Linked DNA regions of Sus scrofa: region 2 is linked to region 1. Evidence: chromatin contacts called from public Hi-C data. All regions are on one chromosome and are shown on one strand. Each heading gives the region's core, a stretch centred on a gene start, on an enhancer-like site or on the middle of the called end of the contact. The rest is flanking DNA. Distances are from core to core; before and after follow the strand shown.

What was found. A called contact is a pair of places that touch in the nucleus more often than the background predicts.
Region 2: a Hi-C map of skeletal muscle shows a contact between it and region 1, with 3 times the contacts expected there. The contact joins two enhancer-like sites. A contact is called at or near these places in 1 of 47 Hi-C or Micro-C datasets (skeletal muscle) and 1 of 2 datasets of contacts at active chromatin or transcription factors (skeletal muscle).

What each region holds. Positions count from the first base shown.
Region 1 is chr2:97,001,099-97,006,298 of Sscrofa11.1, forward strand. The region is part of intron 4 of LOC110259422 (a long non-coding RNA gene); the gene reads right to left. Among named protein-coding and RNA genes, the nearest start is that of CETN3, 590 kb to the right of the region's middle. Within about 2 kb of position 2,188, at least 5 of the 83 cell types and tissues checked have an H3K27ac peak or open chromatin away from gene starts, as enhancers often do. A contact at or near this core is called in skeletal muscle, where this site is marked.
Region 2 is chr2:97,146,899-97,152,098 of Sscrofa11.1, forward strand. All of the region lies in intron 3 of LOC110259422 (a long non-coding RNA gene), which reads right to left. Among named protein-coding and RNA genes, the nearest start is that of CETN3, 440 kb to the right of the region's middle. Within about 2 kb of position 2,668, at least 1 of the 83 cell types and tissues checked has an H3K27ac peak or open chromatin away from gene starts, as enhancers often do. A contact at or near this core is called in skeletal muscle, where this site is marked.

The DNA.
Region 1 (5,200 bases), core at 938-3,437:
GATGAAGTTGGAATTTTAAATGAATGAAAAAAAACAGCTTTCTCAATAAACAATGTTAGAACAACCAGCTAACCACCAAAAAAAAAAAAAAGCTGGACATTTCCCTAAGTGTAGATCCCAATAAATTCCAGATGTATCAAGATTTAAATGTAAAAATAAAACTTTAAAAGCATGAAAGATGACAATAAAAATAGTTTGATATTGAAATACTCTTTCTGCAGCATTAGAAAATATTAATACATTTAAGTACTAAAAATTATGCCCTAAAGCTCACAATACAAAGAATTAAAAACCATTTTATAAATCTTATCATATAAGATAATTTTTACTTATAATAAACACATGTAAATTTATTTTACACATTATAAGTGAACTGGAAAATAGGTACATACAGAAGGAAAATTGAGTCAGACATACCTAATTATAAACTTAACTGAGTCTTTGAGTCACTAATGCCACTTCAAGGCATTTATCCAGCATTTATATATATATCCATAAACAAGAAATAAGAAATAATGATGTTTTTTGCATCATAGAAAAAAAGTCTGAAAAAAATCTCTAAACGTCAAGCAGTCATAGATGGGTTAAATCAAATTCAAGCTACCCATAAATGAAATACTCTGCAGCTGTAAATAGCAAGATAAGCCATGGAACTGATAATGAAAATACCACTAAAATAAAATATTAAAAATAAATATTTTGTGTCTGCATGTATACGTAAATATTTTTTGAAATATCCGCAAAAGACTCTAACTCGAAAACTGGGAGTACAGAGCAAGGATGGGAGGAAGGATCATTTTTCACATTACAAAACCTTCACAGTTTGGAATTTTTTGCACATATACATCACTTTTTAAGTTAAAAAATTAAAAACTATAGGTTAAAATAAGCATTAGTCTCTTTATAAACTTCCTATTTTCATTATTTGGCAGTGACCAATAAATTTGACAGAAGTAGTACAAGTTTGATAAGATTTCATGTCATAATTTCCCACCTTAATATTTGCCGGCTAAAGGCAAAAATAAATCTGGAGGTCAAGGAAAGGCAAAGAGATGTTCAATGATCATGGTAATCTTTCTAAATTCTAATAATGCAACTGCATAAAGATACATATATATAAATGAACTTATAAGAACTTAGTAGCATGTGTGTGATTTAGAGGAAACAGTGTAGGAATTATATTTAGATAATCTTGGTTTGAAGATGTTGTACCACTTATTTGGGCAAGTTATTCAATCTTAACAGCCTCAACTGAGTGACAAAATAGAGATGGGTAACAAGTTTATAACATGGTTGTGAGGATTAAATTATGACACATTAATGTTGAATAGATTCCAGGATTTTAGTGTGACGGAATGACTATATGAGAGAGATTATCTTTGTGGTATTGTCTGCAATAGCATCTTCAGGCCAGAAAATGATTAGAGGTCCCAACAGATCCAAAGTAAATTCTAAAAAGCTATAAAATCAAGAGAATGGAAACCACATGCAACTTAATAGGGTCTCAATTCACTAAGCGACTCCTGACCAATGTGAAAATCTCACAGAGACATGTGGGTTATATTCAGCTGGATGGGTTTTGAATGCTTTTTAAATACTCTTTAATTTGTTGTTGTTTTTAATGAGCTGATTGAGAATGTCTCTGGTCTGCTAAAGGAGCATTTTATTTGTTTCTTCATGCTTTCTCTTTTCTTCTAATTTTCCTCTCTCTGTTTTCTGCCTCTTCTTCCATTACATAAATAGATAGGCCCATGCCATATGTGTAATTTGCTTCAATTTCACTCTTTATCCCCTCATAGAAAGCTGTTTTAAATGGACTATACCAACAAAACTAGAGGTGCTAACTAGATCAAATGGTTAATTCTGAAATTTTCTGAAGCCTTTCTGTAACGTTTATATTGGCTTTTTTATTTAGTTTCTAGGAAAATTTTTATCATTGTAACAGTTAATTCAAATCCCAGCAAGACCTGGTAAGCAAATAATTTGCCAAGTTTTAACTCGAAGTACTCCTTAGCCTTTACCAAAAGAAGGACCAATTTGAGGTGTATTTCTATAATGGGTGAGCCTTCTGTCTGAGTATTCCATTACCTCATTCATTTTAAAGTCAATTTAGAACTCATGGACAGTGCCAAATTTACAGCCCTGAGTCCAGACTCCCTTTTTTAGTCTACAGAGCAGGCACTGCATAAGTTATCTTGCTGCAAGCCTTCTGAGCTAGCCCCACTCCATCATATCCTTATTCCTGAGGGGACACAGGGGTTTCAGATTCTTGGTCTATCCAATAATGTAAGTACCATTAAAGATCAGCAAATCTAGCTTGCAACCTCAACTTCCTATCTGATGGGATATTAGTGTATCACTAACAAAATGGATTGGCAAAGGCAACCAGGCTCTAAAATGCCCAAGATTCAAGCCACTGAATCCTTTTACATCCACTCTATGATTACAAATTAGTAATCAGGAAGTATACAAAATATTTAATTTTTTTAGATGTTCTAAAGAGCTATTCCCTGAGAAACTTGGACCACTAAATGAGCAGAATCTTGGTTCAAGAAATTACAGATTAGACCATCTTCTCGAAGAAGAAATGATGTCAGGGTTGTTTAGGGAGTTAAGACTATTTGTGTGTGCATACTCCATCTATAATTAGCATTTTCTAAGGGATGGGCTAAAGCATTGCTAGTGTAGGATTACCTGTGCTATTTCACAGTATCACTGCTATTGTAGGGTTGGTTACATCATTCTGTCAAATGTCCTGATGCCTGAGGGAACAGAGAGCTTTGGCCCCACCCGAAGGCTTGCTTTTCCTCACACAAGTCCTGACCTTTGTTGTCATGCCTTTTTCCTATAGTTTCTTCTGCCTGAAAATATTCAAGTTCCCTCTAGGTGTCCAATGTGAACTTTGCAGGGATATCAGGTGGGTGATATCTGGAACGCTGTGCTTTTGGAAATAGTTAAAACTATGTCCAAGGGGAAGTTCAAAATTGGGAAAGACATCTATTTTTCAAGTGTAGGAACAAGCAACTGAAAACTAGGTCAAGGGATCTGAGATTTAAGAAGGGAGTAAACTCGAAGAGTCTAAGTAAGAACAAAGTTTTTTAAAAGGTGAAGTGTGTCCAGGGCTCATTTTTAACAGGATAGGACAGTGTAGTTCAAGGACGTATCAGTCTGCTTGGAAGTATAGAGTTAGAATAGACAAGTGTGCCTTCAATGTCTTTTCCACCTCCCGATGCTGTTTTCATTCCTTACAGCCCAATTCGAATATCATCTATCTGAAGCCTTCTGAAAGTCTCTTTCCTGACTCTCAAGAGAATGAATCATTCCCTCTTCTGAGCTCTCTCAAAACATACTCAAATTGCCTAGTTTGGAACCTATCATTTCAATATAGTTAGTTATAGATTTATCTTCCAAGTGGAGACTAGGCATGGTATTTCATTCCTCTTAATATTCCTAAAACCTAATGATTTCATAAGATGGATGCATAATTCAGATTAGATGAATTGAATTCAAATGTTACTTGCATCCTACATGAGATCAGGTTATGCATATAACAGGTCACAGAAGCTTTAATGAACCGGAATTTATTTCCTACTTGATTAATTCCACAAGCACCATAAAAGATGTTTTAGCATTCCCGTGGATTAGATGAGAAATTTGTGAACAAACTGGATACAAAAGAAAAAAAAATAGATAAAGCTAAACAAAAATGTTACTGGAATTATCCTGTGTATATGGATCAAATGAGGCAAGTTTCGAATAGAAGATAAATTTACTTTCTGCAGCTGACTCAAGGAAAAGCTGGTAGGATGATGGAGGAAGAAATAATTCCATTGAGCCACCTACTGTGGAAGAATATTAAATATCTATGATAATTGTGATACCAATAACTTTTTCAAATGCAAAGAATGGTATTTATATTACTGCAGTGGCATGCGTGAAACATTTGGATAATTTTAGTTCAAGGTTTTAATCTCTCTGATTTTCAGAGCTTTCACAATTGCAGTGCCCTGTCATGTTCGGGAAGGAGCGCTTATTCATAAGAAGCTGTATCTTCATTCTTTAGTCATTCGGAAAAATGGGTCATAGATCATGTCATGTTGTCTGTAACCTAGTTAGAATTCTAGCAGGAGGGAAATTTCAAAACCATGATTTCATGTAGGAGCCTTTAAAAACTCATTAGCTGCTAATAATTATACTAATATCTAAAACACTTAAAATCATGGAGCTAATTTCTACAAAAGATAGGCAGTAAACGTGTTCTAGGGAAGTTTTCTCTTTCAACTCTCTGGGAACAAAAGAGAAGGCAGTTCAGGCCTCTAACGTGACACCCTATTTCAGATGCAGAAGAGAGAGTTTCACAGAAGCCTCGCATCGTGAGTTAGCGGATTCTAAAATGAAAAGCAAGAATATTAGAGCAACATCTCAAAATGTGACTCTGGGCACTGGAGAAGCCTCTCCACTTGTGATTGATTTGCATTTCTGCCTATGTCTGAATTCGTATTCCATAAGCACAGATGGAGGTGTGATATATTTTTTTTGAGCACATCTATTTATTCAGATACCGGATTCAGTCTCTGAGTAGAGAGATGGTAAAGGCTGCTGTGAGCAGATGGCACATAGGCACTATGACTTCAGAAACAACATTCTTTCAAGATAAGTGGCACAGTAATAATAATAATACTTAGCACATATATTGCACTTTTGGTCTGCCAACATTAACTAATTAATCTTCAGTAGACCCTTGTGAGATAAGTAAGTGCTTATAATTATCTCTATTATGCAGTCAAGTCAACTAAGAATGTGTCTGCACATACTGTGGGAGAATTGGCCCAAGTTAAGGACCGGGTGGATCCAATTTGCATGGCTCTTTAAGATTTCTGCTCTCATAGCAGAGACTAGTATTTCTAGACACCCTGCTGTTTGAGGCACCAAGTAGATTTGAAGCAGGATATCAACTGCAAGACATTTATTTCATTCAGAAGGTTTCTGCAGCAGGGATCCAAAATAGGTCTGAGAAAAGTTGAGTCATTTTTTTAAAGCCCGAGAGGCCATGGCTGGCCAGAAGCAGGTGTGGAATTACAGAGTCTCTGCGTACTTCTCTTATTTAAACTAGGCAATTTGACTCCCTGTATCTTTCAAGGATATTCTTTAAATTTTTTAACAAAATAGAGAGTTCAGAGAACTCTGAAGTTTCCTGTTA
Region 2 (5,200 bases), core at 1,418-3,917, 150 kb after region 1:
TACTACTATTCGCAGGCCTTATTTTTTCCTATAAAAGAGAACATTAAATATATATATATTATACACACACACACACGCATACATGCATAAATGAAATCAACTCAAAGTTGGGTTAAATTCTATGAAAGAAATTCACAAGTGGCCAAAAAATATCATCACGGCTAGGAATCTCCTTCACAAAGCTAGGGAAGCCCTCTCTGAGGAGGTAACATTAGCAACAACCTGAAAGAAAAGGATCCACCCTTGAAAAGTATGTTGGAAAGGGGACAGCAAGTTATATCATGTGCAGAACAATTTCCTGGAGCAGAAGGGAATGTAGCATATTTAAGAAGCAGAATTCCATCAAAGCTGGAATATACTGGGGAGAGGAGTACCTATCTCACAATCTCTCTCACACATGTGCGCACGCGCGCGCGCGCACGCGCACGCGCACACGCACACACACACACACACACACACCAACTCTAATTTTCCTGAAACACACAGCATGCAAAATTGTAATGAGGTATATACAGAGCTCTAGAAACTAATGAACATTCAGAATTGTAGCCTTATTACGGTTAGTTTGCATATTGTAAAATTTGCCTATTCTTAGTATCAGGTCAATGGTCTTTTAATAAATATATACCATTGTGCAACCATTACCATTAAAGAGTTTAAAATTTTTTATCATTCCAAAAAGTTACCTCTTGTCCTTTGCAATTAATCTCCACTATTGTCTCTTATCCTAGGCAGCTAGTGATCTGCATTTTCCTCCAAAGATTTTCTGTTTCTGGAAATTTCATGTATTTTTTTTTCTTTTTTTTTTTAGGGCTGCACCCACAGCGCATGGAAGTTCCCTGTCAGAGCAACAGCTGTCAGCCTACGCCACAGCTGTAGCAACACCAGATCTGAACCACTTCTGTGACCTACACTGCAGCTCACAGCAATACAGGATCCTTAACACACTGAGCAGGGACAGGAATCAAACCTGCATCCTTATGGATACTGCAGGGTTTGTTACCACTGAGCCACAACCAGAAGTCCCTCCATGTATATTTAATCATGTAGTATATAGTCTTTTTTTCTGGCTTCTTTCACTTAGTATAACCTCTGTTGTTTCAAGCATCAGTAGTAGTTTGTTAATTTTTATTCCTGAATTGTGTTCTATTATATGGATATACCACATTTTCTTTATTCTGTTCCCTGCTGATAGACATTTGGATTGGTTCCAATTTGGGACTATTATTCATAATGCTGCTATAAATATTGATCAACAGATATTTATATGAACACAAATTTGTGGTAGATCCTACGAGTGAAATTGCTTGGTCGAATGGCACTCTACGACTAACTTTTAAAGAAGTCCCTTTGTTTGAGTCCTATGTTTTTAAGTCCTTGCTCATAGACCAGTTTTGGAGGATAATAATGATGAGAGGATGAAACATGCAGCCATTCTCTTTCCAAACTGACACTGTAATATCACAAGGAATTTGGATATGAAAATAACTACTATTGCTATTCACAAATGAGAAAGTTCAAGAGAGTGAGAGCAAAGTGAGCAATTTATGAAGGGCTCATGTGAACGTTACCTAAATAATTTTTAATGACGCTCACAGTTCATTATATTAACATAGGGTGTGTCATAGGAGAAAAGGTCTACTCTAAGTACTAGAATTAAGGTGGTGTATAGCTCTACCCAGCTTGGAAAAGTCCTTTGTGTTAATCAGAAATATACATCTACCATGAGATCAAAGTATAAGATTCTCTATTCTATAAATAATGTTTCCATGACATTAAGTTATTTCTATCTGCCCATCGTTTACAAGTGAAAAACAGACTTGCCCATGGGATCTTTGGATCTCAGGAATTTGGGGGTAAATGAAAAGCTAAATGGGCCTGTTCACAGAGGGTGGCAAAACTGATGAAGACAATGTGCAATGACTTTCTATATGAGGCAGAAACATGCACAACGCATAAAGAGAAAGAAACTAAAAATATCTGATGTTGTTATAAAGGAAAGCAGAGCCAAAAGCAATTTGTCTGTGCTTCTTTTCCATCTGTGTGGCTCCTTCAGTTAAACAGCCAATGTAGTCAAATCTGATTTGCTTTCCTGTTACAAAAGTTGTGGCTTAACTAGGAGCTAGGCTGGAATGTCTAGATAAAGACATCTTTACATAAATACTGTATATATATATATATATATATATATATATATATATATTACAAATATGGTTTCTACATGTGATTTTTGTACACATACCCTTTCTTCCCATCTTCAGGTAATATATTAGCTGATGAAAAATATTTAAAGGGAAGACTTCCTTCTAAGGCTGAGAGAATTGTTCTTTCTCCTCAACTTGACTATAACATTAGAAAAGCTGCAAAGAAAATTATTACCCTGTTTTCAAATCAGAAAAGAAAGTTGTTATTTCCTATATTGTCAGGACTGGGGGAAATAAACTGAACACTAAAAAAATCCCCAGGAAGGTAGGAGGTATATATACTGCAGTCCTTGTCCATCAGACTGAGGACTAAAAGGCTAAGTGATTTGTCGAACATTATTAAGTGCTTCCCATGAGGAGTCAAACATAACATCCAGACAGTCTTTCCTCAGACTAGTGCTCTAACCGGCTGACCACTCTAGCTGTAAACATTTGCCCTGGCTGGGTTTTCCCACTCCTGGATGATTGTCTGCCTGGCAACAAGATGACAGAAGCACTAAGCCAAAATATCCTTATGTGGGCATAGCTGCCTCTCCATGGCAGAGCCAATTTGGATCCCATCCATTGGCAGGGATGTCCCAGAAGCAGCCAATTTTAGTTCAGCCTCTTTAAAACTCTGGATTGTAAACAAACAGTAGGATTTTCCACAATGGAAGGGAGAATAATGAGATGAAGGATGCAGAAGAGAGGGAGTAGGTGAGGCTGGCACATATTTCACCACAGATATTAATGAGCTGAAAACCTTCAGAGGCCCTACTGATAAGGCCCCAGATCTCCTAAGTTTTAGTCTGTGAGGGCGTGCAGCTCTTTCCTTCTTTTCCCTTCTACACATTTTTTTTTTCTTTTTAAGGCTGCACCCATGGCATATGGAAGTTCCCAGGCTAGGGGTCAAATTGGAGCTGCAGCCCCTGGCCTATGCCACAGCCAGAGCAATGCCAGAATGGAGCTGTGTTCACAGCTTTGCAGCAACACAGGATCCTTAGCCCACTGTGCGAGGCCAGAGATGAAGCCCACATCCTCACAGACATTGTGGTGGGATCTTAGCCCACTGAGCCACAATAGGAACTCCTCTTTTCTACACTTTTAAATTTCCATACCATTGCTTGTTTTTTGTTCCTTTTTTTTAAGTCTTCTTTTCCCTATGATTTTTATTTTTTCCATTATACTTGATTTACAGTGTTCTGTCAATTTCTACTGTACAGCAAAGTGGCCCAGTCATATGTGTGTGTGTATACATTTTTTTTCTCATATTATCCTCTGTGATATGATGGAGTAAAAGAGAAGGGCCCTCAGAGTCAGATGGCCAAATTAGGCCATCATTACCAACTAGTTTGCTGTTCATCCTAAGGCAATGCACTTGACTTCTCTTAGACTTGGTTTCCTCTTGGTGAAATGGAAATAATAACAATTACTTTACAGAATTGGCACATAAACTAACAAGTGCCAGCATGTAATGCAATAGCTATTATAATTGTTGTTATTTATATTACTAAGAGTAGTATGCTGCTGATCAAAATAATGTGAAATTACTGATGACCAACTCACAACACAGATATAAAAAAAAAAAAAAATCCTTTCAATTTGGTGTCAATGAGGTACTGTGGCCAGTAATATCATCTTGTCTTAAAATTTAATTCAGTGGGCACTGCCAATTACAAGGTAAAAAATACTCTCCATTAATGGAGAAAATATAAATGAATTAAATATTAATTTGAAATATATTTGTATTTTATTGATTTACATGTATTTAGAAAAAAACACAGTACATTTTCATGTTAGAAATATTTATTCAGATTACAAAAAAAGGCTTGTTCACATATGGATTGGTGGTCCCCATCCAATAACTCCGTCACTCCTCATGGTCCCTTGGCACCCAGGCTAGGAATCACCAGTGTTGGTTAAGGTCAAAATAGACAGGGGAACCTTACACTTACTACTCTGCTTGCCAAGTGGAAATGTTAACCTGCTCTTTCCCAGGATTTTAGAAAAGCATTTAAAGATATTTCACAAGATAAATGGAAAGGGGATAAACACAAGGCCTTAAGAAAAATATACTTCTGGTACATTTATTAAGCACTTGGATCTGATGCATGACGCCTGCTTAAAACTCAAAGAATTATCACAGGCTTTGCCGAGGAAGAAAAGACAAGAATTATGACTGCACACAGGCTCATACTTCAACAAGTCAATGTTTTTAAATCAATGAAAAACAATCCAGTGATTGTGTTTTCTTCAAAGAGAAAGCAATGTAAGATAACATACAGTATTTCAAGCTGTTCAAATTACTGATGTCAGGGGGGCAAGATATATATCCATTAAAACCGAATAGTTGTTTCAAAGTATGTTGGCCAACAGAGATAAAGAGTGTCTCTCTGAAGCGAATATAAAATTATTTATTTAGAATGTTGGGCTCTATTAACACTTTCAACTAAAAGTACCTCTCACTTATTTTAGGAATCTTCATTTTGTACTTTTATCCAGAATTTCTTGTTAGCCCACCCAACTCATTTGCCACCTCAATAAAGAAGCATATGCATAGGTATCAAAGTATGCACACTTCTGTAATAAGTTATCTGATGCTCTCATTCATATTGATAAATTCATCCTATTGAATGAGTTAATTGCAAATAAGTAAAATGTGTTGAATGCAAAGTCTACTCTCACAGGGGTATTACATCATCAATACTACTTCCAGGCTGAAAATTAATGGGCCATGTTTAAGAGCATTATTATTTGAGAGAAAGAGGCACATGAAATTTTTCTTTCTTGATTCTTCTTTCATCAGTATTTTCATTAATAAACTTGAAAAAATAAGTTTGATATATAAAGTACTAGATCATCATCTATTTGTCCTCAAGGCTCTGCATCCCCCTCATCAATGAAAATAATCCTCTCTTCTTTAATCTGTCTAGAAAGTTCAAGGTATCTAATGTGATACCACAGAATATTGATCAATTAAAAGCATATAGGAAGAAATATGCTCTATGGTTAAAACA